Regions from separate parts of the Mus musculus genome. Here region 2 is linked to region 1. A link is a contact called in public Hi-C data. All regions are on one chromosome and are shown on one strand. Each heading gives the region's core, a stretch centred on a gene start, on an enhancer-like site or on the middle of the called end of the contact. The rest is flanking DNA. Distances are from core to core; before and after follow the strand shown. Region 1 overlaps Iqgap2 (IQ motif containing GTPase activating protein 2). Region 2 overlaps Sv2c (synaptic vesicle glycoprotein 2c).

What was found. Hi-C and Micro-C count contacts between places; a contact is called where the count stands out from the background.
Region 2: a contact with region 1 is called in a Hi-C map of granulocyte-monocyte progenitors, with 2.4 times the contacts expected there. The contact joins two enhancer-like sites. A contact is called at or near these places in 6 of 484 Hi-C or Micro-C datasets (bone marrow-derived macrophages, granulocyte-monocyte progenitors, liver and 3 more) and 5 of 115 datasets of contacts at active chromatin or transcription factors (CD8 T cells, bone marrow-derived macrophages, embryonic stem cells and 2 more).

The regions. Positions count from the first base shown.
Region 1 is chr13:95,847,089-95,853,613 of GRCm38.p6, forward strand. All of the region lies in intron 1 of Iqgap2 (IQ motif containing GTPase activating protein 2), which reads right to left. Among named protein-coding and RNA genes, the nearest start is that of Iqgap2, 42 kb to the right of the region's middle. Within about 2 kb of position 2,848, at least 54 of the 459 cell types and tissues checked have an H3K27ac peak or open chromatin away from gene starts, as enhancers often do. A contact at or near this core is called in bone marrow-derived macrophages, granulocyte-monocyte progenitors and liver, where this site is marked.
Region 2 is chr13:95,953,926-95,960,450 of GRCm38.p6, forward strand. It overlaps Sv2c (synaptic vesicle glycoprotein 2c), which reads right to left. Exons shown (of 13, transcript NM_029210.1): 13 at 5,518-6,525. Among named protein-coding and RNA genes, the nearest start is that of Gm24032, 60 kb to the left of the region's middle. Within about 2 kb of position 3,501, at least 52 of the 459 cell types and tissues checked have an H3K27ac peak or open chromatin away from gene starts, as enhancers often do. A contact at or near this core is called in bone marrow-derived macrophages, granulocyte-monocyte progenitors and liver, where this site is marked.

The sequences.
Region 1 (6,525 bases), core at 1,598-4,097:
CTTCATGTATGTTATCTCTTTGTCCCTACATTCCTCTTTCTGGAGGAATCCCATTCTTTGATGTCCAGATAGGAGATAAACCAAAGAGAGGCCATGTGGGCTCAGACCATTGGAGATCATAAAGAAGTCAGTGACAGGCCAGGCAGTGATGGCACACACCTTTAACCCCAGCACTTGGGAGGCAGAGGCAGTCGGATCTCTGAGTTCGAGGCCAGCCTGGACTAGAGTAAGTTACAGAACACCCAGGGTTACATAAAGAAACCCTGTCTCAGAAAAAAAAAAAAGTCACACCTAGTCAAGGATTAATACTGAACACTCCATTAATCATCTGTAAAACAAAAATAATGCCAACTACCTTATGAAACTATTGTATAAGAATCATATACCTGGGGCTGGAGAGATGGCTCAGAGGTTAAGAGCACTGACTGCTCTTCCAGAAGTCCTGAGTTCAATTCCCAGCAACCACATGGTGGCTCACAAGCATCTGTAGTGGGATCTGACGCCCTCTTCTGGTGTGTCTGAAGACAGCTATACATATACTCATACATGAAATAAATAAATAAATCTTTAAAATAAAAGAATCATATACCTATATCCATACACATACACATAAATGTACATGCACATATACACATATACATACACATATATACATACATAAACATGCACACAGACATACATACACATATATATGCAAAAACCTACAAAAACTTACACACCACACACACGCACACACATATATGTGTATGTGTGTGTGTGCGTGTGCGTGCATGTGTGTGTGTGTGTGTGTGTGTGTGTGTGTGTGTGTGTGAGAGAGACTTATCTCACTATGTCATCTTGAACTCACAGTGATCCACCTACCTCTGACTCCTAAGTGCTGGGATTAAAAGTTTGTGCCACCACTCTTCAGTCTAAGACTCATATTTTTTTTTTATCTTTTATTTTAGAAAAGGGAAGGAAGAAAGAGCCAAAGGCTGGGGAAGAATGCTGTGAACTGCTGACTTCTGCACATGAGTGGATGTTGCAGCCATGATCTCATAACGGCAATGGTTGCTTACAAGAGACTTGCATAAGGCTGGGCCAGCAACAGTCCAGCATGGGTGGAAGGGCCTCCACCTCTTCCTGAAGACCATAAGGACAAGTGAACCCTTGAGGGGAGAAGGGAAGTGGTGTCGGCACTGGTACATTGCATTTGTTCAGGTAAATAACCTCCCATCCAAGCTGATGGCCATAGAAACAGAAGATAGGAGCAGGATTTCCAAAGCAGGGGTTGGTGGGATGAGGATGGAGAGACACGTGGATAACACGGGGACATGATCAAAGTATATTTTATATAAATATATCTCTCTATATATGAAATTATAGCCCCATAAACATTAAAATTAAATGTATATTTTAAATTCATAGCCACATTATTGCATAAACAGTCATTAAATAATTTATCAATGCAAAATAATTTACAGCTAGCAACAAATGATTGCAGCAAATTTTTCAAGAGTAATTAAGATAATATTCACTGCTCTTACTTGATGACTTTAGCATCTATCTCCCATATAACTTGTATGAATGAGAATGGCCCCTGTAGGATTGAATACTTGGTCCCTAGTTAGAAGAACTCTTTGAGAAGGATTAGGAGGTATGGCCTTGTTGGAGGAGATGTGTCTCTGGCAACAGGCTTTGAGGTTTTCAAATCCACACCATTCCCAGTTAACTCTCTCAGCTTTCTTCTGTTTGTGGATTGGATGTGAGCTCTCAGCTACTGCTCCACCACCATCCCTTCCTGCTGCCGTGCTCCCTGTGGTGATGCTCATGGATTCAGCCCTCCACAACCATGAGCCCAAATTAAACATGTTCTTTGTTAAGTTGCCTTTGGTCATGATGTTTCGTTACAGCAATAAAAAGATAACTAAGATGGTAGTTAAACACACACACATTTAATTCCACACATCTGTATACGTAATGAATATATAGTCTGTATATTTTACTTAAGAGTTATGTTATGTTATGTTATGTTATGTTATGTTATGTTATGTTATGTTATGTTATGTTATGTTATGTTACATGCATTTTATTTAGGCTGAAAGTCAATAAGGAAATACTAAAATACAAGTAGAATGTTTCCAAAAAAGGCAGCTCTAAGACTTTATCCTTATATATTTTTTATTCTTATACATCTTCCAAAAAATCTATACCGCTGGCATATAGTCCTTTAAAATGTCAATAGTAGAAAGAAAAAAAATCTGATTGTTAAAATGTTCAGCGACGGAAAAGTACGATGAGGATGAAGCCCCGATAACAGGTGTGGTCCAAGTGACAGCTTTTTTACATCTAACTGACCCATCTGATCACTGAGAACAAGATTCCAGTCGCTGAGAAGGTACAATGAGTAATATGCCAGCCTTGCTGTGTAAAAAGAGGCAATGACGGAAGCCCCAGGCAACAGTGAGGACACAGCAGAGGATGACTAACACTGGGCTGTTCTTGCCATATTCTACTAGAAGGCCCAGTTGCCTGAGGAGAGGCAGGACTGGAAAGCCTGGATGAGAAAGCAGGTGGGGGAGGGAGGGAGCAGAGGGGACCCAATCTGGAGACTCATGCGAAGGCTCCAAGGAGCCTGTGCAACCAGCAACCCTGGGCGTCTTAAATTCCAGAGAGAAAATCAGTGCGTGCTCTGGATGGGCAGGATCTGGCAGGGGGAGGGGCAGGATGAAGAAGAACGCTGAGATGGGTACAGGGAAGGGAAGAGAAAGCCAAGGAGTAACAGCCAACTCATTCTCTGACTTCGGATGCTGGAGGTGGTGGGTACAGCACATGGCTCTGCACCAGGAAGTCACCCAGTGTGCCAATTTGCATAAAGACAAGCTTGCATAATTAAGGGAAGGAAATACGGCTGCATCCCACTGTTCTGAGGATATACTAAGGAGCCAGCTAAGCGCTGAAACTTCGTTTGGAAGGGAAGTTGAGTCTAACAGTGGAGCCTGCTGGACGCAGAAGAGCTCCATTAATGCAAGCATATGCTGTTCGTTAGAGGATGAATTAGCACCTAATCTAGGGCTCTTAAAATATTGCCAAAAATCCAGCTCTCGAATGGGCCGTACTATGTAAATGGTAACGTGTTGACAAACAGTCCTGGAACAAAAATACATTTCAACATTACTACATGCTGGACCAATGCAGATCGGGATAGTTTTCAAGATGCAAGAGTCTCTTTAGCTTCAAGGAACCCATGAATAGCAGCATCAATCAGCACATGTGTACTGTGTTCAGGAGATGGCTCTTACAAGAAACCGTAACACAAAACAGGTAGGGCCAGGCTCAAGCAGCAGGCCTTGACCCTGGTATGCTGAGCTCTTTATGTCCATGGGGGTCACATATTTATAAAGTGCTACACTATGCATGAAATCAGATAACAAGACTGGGCTTCAGACGGAAGGATAAGCTGCCCCTACTTGCCTAAGACAAAATGGGTTTGCTCAAGGGCCAGGGCTAATTGATTACAAAGCTGGCTTGTGTTTGAAATCTCCCCAGGGTTTCTGTTTACTTTTCAATGTCCTCTGTGTCTCTGGTGACATGCCATTGTAACGGGACAAGTATTTTTATTGCTTTCAGATGTTAGCACAGAGAGCCTGAGGAAGAAATGACCTGGCTGGTGTGGGGAGTGGACCTGGTAAGAATGGCTGCGGCTCATGTAGAGTTTGTAGGAGCGAAGGAATAGATCCGACACTTGACTGTGTAAACTAATTGGAAAATGTACAGATGACACAGAGAACACTCTCTCATGGAAAGCCATTGCCCTGCTAGGGCAACAAACCGACAAACGTTCAGGTTCGAGTTTATTCTAACAGGCAGTAGACCACTGTACTTGGAAAATGGATGGTCCCAGGTTTTAGAAAGTACATATTCTTGTTAACAGAAGGCAGACACAAAGACTTTCCGTCTGGCGCTTACTCAAAGCTCAGAGAGCTGGACCTAGCACACAACAGAATACCACCACCTTAAATATAACACATGCTGGTCTGCTCCAGACTGTCTGAAGATGTAACCCATCCCCCTCAGGTACTGCTTTCTTGGCTGGGGTCTGGACCACAGTACTGTATGTAAATTCCCCCTCACATGTGTCCACATCAGCCCAGAGGAGACAGCCAAGCCTCGAGCTATCTCTGTGTATCATCCACGAGTCTCTCAGAGGATTTGAACTCAGTTTCAGAATTAAGCCATTGTTTACAGACACTCCCCTGCCAGCAACTGTGAATCACAAGTATCCACAATTATGGAGCCAAGCAGGGACGAAAATGTCTTCTTTTTGATGGTCTCCTCGGTGCAAAATATTGGAAGAGAGTTACAGAGATTCAAAGTGTTCAAACTCACTCCAACTGCCTTATAATTAAGGCTGATGGAGGCAGGACAACAGGCTTCTTTGCATTTGTGGCAAAGTCCCTAACTCATGGCTAAGTAGCCAGAAAGCACTTCAGCTGGGAGAAAGAAGGACTTGGGTGGGAAGAATCTGGGAGTGACTGGCTTCTAATCCAGCAGAGGAAGGCACATTTCACAGCAGAGGAAAGTTACGCAGTCACAGGCTTTTGTACTTGGAACAAGTACAAAAGACTCTCAGCACAAAGAACAGGAGAACCAAGGGGAACAAGAGGCTGCCCGGTGAAAGGATTAACTGAGTGGGTTTTCTTGATGGATGTAGGGTGAAGTCAGGCTCGAAGAAGGGAGAGAAAGGGTTCCGGTGGGAAATAGGCTTGGGAGCTAGGCATGGTGGCTCTTGTCTGTAACTCCAGCACTCAGGAGACAATGGCAGAAGTTCAAGGTCAGCCTGGGCTACAAATAGCCAGGGCTATCCAGCAAGGCCTGCCAGGGAAGGGAAAGGAAGGGAAGGGAAGGGAAGGGGAGGGGGGAAGGGAGGGGAGGGGAAGGGAGAGAGGGAAAGGGGAAGGGAAGGGAGAGAGGGGAAGGGAAAGGAAGGGAAGGGAAGGGAAGGGAAGGGAAGGGAAGGGAAGGGAAGGGAAGGGAAGGGAAGGGAAGGGAAGGGAAGGGAAGGGAGAAAGATGCAGCCCTGGTGATAAGAATGAGAAAGCCATGCTCTGAAGGTTTGATTGCAGGTAGGGGTACACACCTATAGGTACCACTTGGTAGTTAAGAGGCAGGAGGATCACACATTTAGGCCTACCCTGGAATACTTAGATGGACTTTCTCTTAAAAGAAAGAGGAAGAGAGAAGAGGAGGGTAGGAAAAGAAAAGGAATCAAGAAACAGTAAACTTGGGCTGGAGAGATGGCTCTGCCAGTAAGAGCACTGACTGCTCTTCTGAAGGTCCTGAGTTCAAATCCCAGAAACCACATGGTGGCTCACAACTATCCATAATGAGATCTGATGTCCTCTTCTGGTGCGTCTGAAGACAGCGCCAGAGTATTTATGCATAATAAATAAATCTTTGGGCTGAAGCGAGCAGGGACTGAGCTAGCAGGGTTGACCGGAGGGAGCAGAGGTCCTAAAACTTCAATTCCCAACAACCACATGAACAGGGTAAATAATCTTCAAGGTGTATGTTTGTTCCTTGGTTCCCAGTCTTCTGCACTGTTTCTTGGCTTTCAAAGCCTGTTTAGCAAAAACTTCTAAGGCAGCCACGACCTTCCCAACCTTCCCCAAAGTCTCTGAGCATCCCAGGGCAGGAGCAGGGAACTACCCAGAGACTGTGTCCAACATGTAGGCATGAAGCCTGCTGCTGTGAGATGACAAGATCACAATAACAATGAGGTTTCAAAATCAAGGGGCCAAGCAGAGCTTCACTGTATGGCTATGTGTCCATCCAACACGGTTAACTCACCCCACTTGATAATATACATATGTCTACCGCAGAACCATGTGTAGTTCCTGGGACAGCAATTGTAACCTCACAGAAAAAATTGCCACAGTCATCCAGGGCTGGTTATATGGCTCAGTGAGTAAAGCACTTGCTGTACAAGGGTGAGGTTCTGAGTTCAAATCCCCCACCCCACCCCAGCATTCACAACAAAGCCAGGTATGGAAGGAGGTGTGCTCCTGTAATCTCATTGCTGTGAGGCAGAGACAGGTAGATTATCGAGGCTTGTTGGATAGCCAGTCTACCTGACACAGAGAGCTCCAGATTCAGGGAGAGATCCTGTCTCAAAAAAAAGTAGGACAGAGAGCAATAAAAAAGAAGCCTGGTCCCCACGTGTGCATGCATTAGTGCAGACCCACAGGTGAGCATTCATACATGCACACACATACACGTCCACACACATATGTGCCCACACACGTGTGAATGCGCACACTCATACACACACACACTTAAGACAGACACCTCACTGGCACTAGTATTCGCAGTGCACATCATTTATTTCCCAGGCAATATGCACAGAACTGCATCATGAGAAGTGGGGCTAAAGGCAGCTAAAGGAAATGACCCTTGATCTGTTCTTAAGTCTTGGTTCTCAGCCCCTCCCCTAGCGCCTCCTCCACTGCCAGCTTGATGCCTCCGTCTATATGTGTCAATTATAGG
Region 2 (6,525 bases), core at 2,251-4,750, 110 kb after region 1:
GAGGTAGGAGAGTCCCTGGAGTGTAGCCTGTCAAACACAGCTAGATCCTGTATTAAAGAAGAGCAGGGGGTACTGGGGTGTTCTGTTAAAACCAGTCAAAAGTCTTCTTTGGGGAATAGCAAATATGTGTCTTTGTAGTCTCCTGTTTCTGCCTCTAATCTGAACACCATCAAATATAGCCTCCCCCCCCCATTGTTCTCAAATGAATGTTCCAGTCATTATCAATTAATTAGAGGTGATTGTGAGATAGAAATCTGTTAAATGTTCTTGCTTTAGGGCAAAATAACACAAGCATCTGGTTCACCAGCAAGCAGCCCCAATACAAACATTTTCTTCATAGAGGCTCTAGGTAACCATTGGAAGGTATTCCTGGGAAATCAACAGACCAGGACCACAGACCCAGCCCACAAAAGCAACTAAGACTGGCCTGTACCAGAGGAACCGGCTTTCTCTGGAACCTAGGACATAAAAGTGGGCTTTTGAATTTGTTCATTTGTCTTGCTCCCTCTCTCTACCTGGGATAGGGTCTTTCTGTGTGGCCTAGGCTGGCCTCAAACTCTCAATTCTCTCTCTTCAGTCTCTTGAACAACAGGCTTGTTACCCCCCACTCCCCATCCCCCACCCTCAGCAAAAATGTGTTTGTGCTTTTCGAGTTATTTAGAAGAGACTGTCAGTCACACGGCCATCTTTATTTGAATATAATGGAGCAAAAAATGCTCTTTTATTAATCTGATGTACATTAAATACCTTTGCAGCTGTTACATGAATGATAGTTATCTGGCATATAAATGTATACACACTTCCACATGTGATAGATCTACGCTGCACACGAGCCATCCCACACAGAGCATGCCCTGTCACAAGGATACACATGGCCGTCTCGGGACTTTTAGTGAAGATGCACTTGGCCCAACATTTTGGCAATCAGAAATGAGACACAAAGGAGCATACCAGAAAGATGAGTTCACAGCAGGGTCAGCAGAACTTGATGGAGACTCCAGAAAGCTGACATGGGAGTTACTGAGGGTCACACATGCAGCACAGATATACACTACAACAGGGGGACTGGACCACACAGTGGGACAGCAGACAGAGCACTAAATATAGAAAAGAGAAAGAATACAACGCCTAACACCCATATACCCAAACCAAGGACAGGACCGAGTTGCCAAAAGCCGGGTGGGGTTATAGTCCGAGGTGGAAGCGGACCTCTTCTAGGGCTTTCCTTCAGCTAGACCCTGATCAGGAGCACATGGTCTGTTCAATGTATTCCAGGGTCAGGCAGAGACTATAAAACCACATTTGGGAAAGTGCGTGAAATAGCTAACTTACTGCAATTCTCCCTGAAGGAACAACACCCAGAGGCCAATGGGTTCTCTGGATGGCTGGTCTTAGTCTGAACCAATTAGGAATGTGGAGAGAAGCCTTTGAGTATTGACATGAGCGCATGCTAAATCTTTCCTTCCCATGGACTTATGAGTAATGTCATGCTGACTCACAAGCCCAAGGGGACATTCAACTCCACCTGGCCTGGATCAGTACGTTGGGAGGCCCCACCTCCTTCCCCAACAAACCCAGGACCCTGTGTATGCTACGGAAGCATGCTACTGCTGAGTTATGGGAAGTTAGACAGTCTTCATGGCTTCAGAGAGTGGTACATTGGCGAATGTTTACCAATACCTGGGGTGCTATAGGGGTAGGAGGAGTCTGACCTGGAGTATTTGTCACTTTCCATGCTGTAATTGTTACAGCTGTGGATGAGCTCAGCATAATGTCACTGACCCTGTCATTGGGACACCATTATTACAGTACTTCCAAAATAGAGATGTAATAGGCATATCATACTTTCCTCAAGGGCATGACTAATAAAAAAATGTAGAAAATAAGTAGGAAGTGATGAGTTTTGAATACATATTGCTTTAAAATATAGCTGATTTAATTGCAATGACGGCTACATTTCTTGACTGCCTTTCAAAAATTTCTGAAACGTAAGCCACTGGCTCTAAGATTGTGGTTGAGCCTGTTCCCAGCCATGGCTGGCTTTAGATGACACCATCCCTTCTGGTCTGGATGGTCAGTCCTCAGAGCACCAGGGCGCTGCTCAGGGACAGGATCTCCTTGGTGTCAGGGAAGGTATTTGGCTTGGTGTAAAAGCTTCTCTGAGTTTGAACCAAAGCCTGAAAGCTGTTGTCTCTTCTTAGTTCTCGATTTTCTTAGCTCTAGGGGCCATGCAAATATGGTAGGACAGGCCAAGGATGGGCAATGGTTGTAGTTTAAGCACCTGGCCTTCAGTTCTGTGTAGGTATTTACACAGACAAGGAGTGCCAGAGACTATATACCCTCTCTCTGTGTCTTGCTTCCTTGGAGGATCCAGAACCCCAAAGATCCTTTGCAGCTTCAAAACACTTGGCAACAACCCTGCAGCCCATTTCAAACTAGAACCTGTAAACTCCCTGGCCTCCTGGTGTCAGAACCTGTTTTCTGGGTGACTTATCGCAGAGGCAAGAGAAGGAAAAAGTCTGCAAGACAGTGTGACGGGGTCACAAATCTCTACCATCAGAAAGGAAACACCCCCAGGAGGGTTGGCTTAGAGGCTGGTCTCTGGCATGCTGAGGCCCTGAAAAGAGAGCTTCTAGCATGCCCAGAGAGGACACACTTACTGCCTAGCTCCCCATAAAGAACAGCTCTGGAGAAACAAACTTCTCCAGAGAGGCACCTGCTCTCTTTGCTGCTGTCTCTTCTTTGATCAATATCTTAGTGCAATTTCCTGTTGAGACCATTTAAAGAAACATAGACATGAATGTATGTGTGTGTGTGTGTGTGTGTGTGTGTGTGTGTGTGTGTGTGTGTTTTCAAGTACTGTTTAATACACCCTAGAAGCAGTTCATTCTCTTTCAGGTAACCCCCAGTCATGCATAGTTCTTGTACTACCTGTTTGTTGTAGATTATAACTTGCTTAACACTTGGAAAAATAAGACATTGATAGAGACCTAATACAAGATATACGACTGTCTTGTCTGTGACTCCCTGCTCTGTGTTCTCAAAGAAACACTACAAAGGGTTAAATATCTGTATACAGCCCAGAGTCTCAACACCTAGCACACTGGAGGCCAAGCCTTAGATGATATTAACCCAAAAAGCATGTGAAAGAAGAACAGATGTACTCTACCCAACTCTCTCCTCTACCCAGCTCCACCGGTTTAATCAGTGAGCTAACAGACACACAGACTGTGTACCCCGTGGCTCGAAATGCTGGGCTTATTAAACTGCATCTGGGTGTTGAGAAAAGTATAGGGAAGCCCTGGCGATCGATCGATGGTTTGTGTGTGGTTGGTGAGAGACTGTTGACAGGGGAATGGGACAGTCAAGAGTGAAAGCGACAGAACAGGACGTGGAGAGCTGCCAGCTTCCTGAAACAGGGAAAGGGCATGCACTATGGCTAAGAGATCCTGACAACTTCCTTTGGTCAGATGACAAGAGAAATTTCACCTAAAATAGACACTTCGCTCAGCAGAATGCAAACGTGAAGAAACACATCGGTTACTTCAGGGCACTCCACTGTGTAGATGTGTGTTTGTTGTCTCAGCATGCCTATTTTGGGGGTGAGGGGGTGAGGGGTAGGAGTAGTTGGTAACTATGTTTGGCACAATATGGGATTTAAGGGAAACCTGATATAGAGCCACTAGGCCCCAAACAATATGGTAATTGTCTACAGTTCCAGGTGAAGGTCAAATCTAGGCATCCTGGTTTCAGAGCCTTTTGTACATGAACACGTAAGGCATCCTGAGGAAGAACTAGGGAAAAGCCTTTTTGATAGAAGGTAGACACAAATTGGAGAATATCATATTCTATTGTGGTTGGCAGAGAGTGTTCCCACGGAATGCTCTGGAAACAATCCTAGAGTTTAGAATGTCTCCCAGGTATGCTAATCTCATTGCTGGAACGTTATCAATGGAACACTGGACTCCCCCTTGGTTGTCACACCCCTTCCTCCCCATTGATCTCTTAAGATATTCTGAAATTGAGTGAACTTTTGGTGCAAACTTGAGCTCTGATTGGATGAGATTTGCAGATGAGGGCCCATCTACCAATTTATGTGTAACCATTGAGAAGCACTAGATCCATTTAAGGCAGCATTTCGAGAAAATAGTGAAGTAGATGGATAGGGGACTCTAGGATACAGCCATGTGTGGTCTACTTCCAAGTGTCTGTCTTTTAACTGCAGTGTGTCTTCTGGGGCGGTACATTCCCTGGGTAGATAACAATGGCTCTGAACTGAGAAGCACTTAAAACCAGGGGGTGGGCATAGGCAACAGGACAAGTGCTCTAACCTATTGTATGAGTCTTCCCAAGCCAACTCCCACCCTCCTTAGAGACTTGCTTATTCTCTTGGAGAATAAAATAGAACCATTCTTTTTCTCTATAGATGGAGAAACTGAGGACCAGTATGCCCAGTGACTCGATTCTTGGCCTTTTGGCTGAGATCAAGTCCTTCTCCTTAGAAAGATCTCTGCCTGCTTAAGGACCCATTGCTCTTGGGTCATGGGCGAGTACTAGTATGAGATGAGTCGGGAAGTAGGACTGAATGTGAGGCTTACGACCCAATACATAGGGCAGAGCGTCTCACGGAAGCCACAGCTCAGAGCAGCTGGTTAGCTGGTGCTACTATTTGTTTTAATTTCTTTCCCATTGAGAGGAGTCAGAGATAATAAAACGTGGGAGCGTCCTGGGCTGATTCTGAAGAGTAACGGTGGGGATTTTAGTTAGAAAAGGAGTTCAAAATGCAGGTACAGATGGAGCTGTGTCACTTCTGAAACAGCTTTCAATTTCCTTGTCCTGTATGTGAATGACACGGGATAGCAGATGTCTACCCTGGTGTCAAGGCCCATGACACTCATAACTGGGGCTTCTGTCGAATCTCATGGTTGGATCTTAACCTCTAATTATACCTGAACAAGCCACAGCATGTATTTGAGAAGCAACAAGAACCCTGTCGTGGAAAGGAAAGGTTACACACAGTGAAGAGGCTGAGGGAAATGTGTGGGGAGTGGGCAAGACGGCAACCAAGAAGGCTTGTGACCACTGATTGTCCAGGAGGTTATAGAAGAGATCCCTCTTGGGCCACCTGGGAAGCTTGGGGTAGTTGACAGAAATGGTTTTTCTGAAGGGGACAGATGGTCTTATAAAGAAGGGTTCTGTTGGGTCATCCCATGCTGGCCCAACCCAGTGTCCAGATAAAATTCTGAATGACTGTGTCTTGCAGTTTGGAATGTACTTGTAGCTAAATCAGGGAGCAGAGACAATTTGAGAGTAAAGACTATCCAGTAAGATCACTACCACAGCAGGCCAGAGTAGAGAAAGCAATGCCTTTGATTTGTATGGTTTGTTTGCTTGTTTGTTTGTTTGTTTGTTTGTTTTGAATGGGAAGATAGGGATTCATATCTTACTTTTGCAGCAATTTTGTTGCATGCCACATTCAACCAAAAGGTCTGCTCTGGGCCTCAAACATGTTTTTTTCAAAAAGAAAACAACCATGGTGCAAATAGGAGAGAGAAATGAGCCTGCATGGAAAAAAAAATAGATACTCCTTAGGTTTTTGAAACACAGATTTGTTTCCCAGGGATGAGAAACAGAAGCGAGTTCTGTTCTGGCCCTGCCTCATTGGTGTCTTTCAAATCAATCAATGATGCTTCGAAGATTCCCTGGTCAGCTCTGCAGCTCTGGCTCTCATAGCCTGGATGTCCAGGCTCTGAGTACTCAGGTTATCTGCAGGGAACCACTTTCTCTCTGCAGCTTCCCATCTTAACTCAAGGCTGCCCCCTCCACCACGCCTGCATTACTTAATGGGGGCAGTGGATTAATGGTTTATGTTAATCAAAGAGCTTTTCACAGAATTTCAGCTCCAGGAGGGATCAGGGAACATGTGAGGGGAAGGGAGGCAAGGCAGAGGGGACTCCAGGGAGCAGGGCCATCTCTGAACAGATTCTTGGGAACAGAAGTTTCCTTTTTTCTGGAAGGCCCGGGGCTGTGGTCATGCAAGAAAAGCGTAAAATAAGCAAAGAGGATTCCCCCTCCAACAAGACAGAGGCAGTTAAACAAAGAATGCTGTTTAAACACAGGCCTTACGATGGTTGCTATCACAGGCTGCAAATCTACAAGGAGGCTTCAGATTTCAAAGACGCGTAAAAGGATGGGCCTGGGGGAGGGGCACCGGGCAAGAGACTCGAAGGTCCTTTAGCTGACAGCTGGCCCGTGGGAACGTCCTGCTGACCCCTCCCTCCTTCCATGCTCAGGAAGATTCCAGAGGTAAAACAGATATTCACCCACCAGGAAATGCTGTCCTGCCTGCCGGAGGGTTGCTGGGGAGAGCAGGCAGGCTCAAAAACTGTCCAGAGACAAGGCTAGGAGCCCACAGCCTGGGGACACTGGAGGGACATGACCTGATGTGGAGATTTGGGCTAAAAATGTAACAGTGGACAGTTGATCAAAGGAGGGTGGGTGGTGTTGACCCGCAAGGGACCGTAC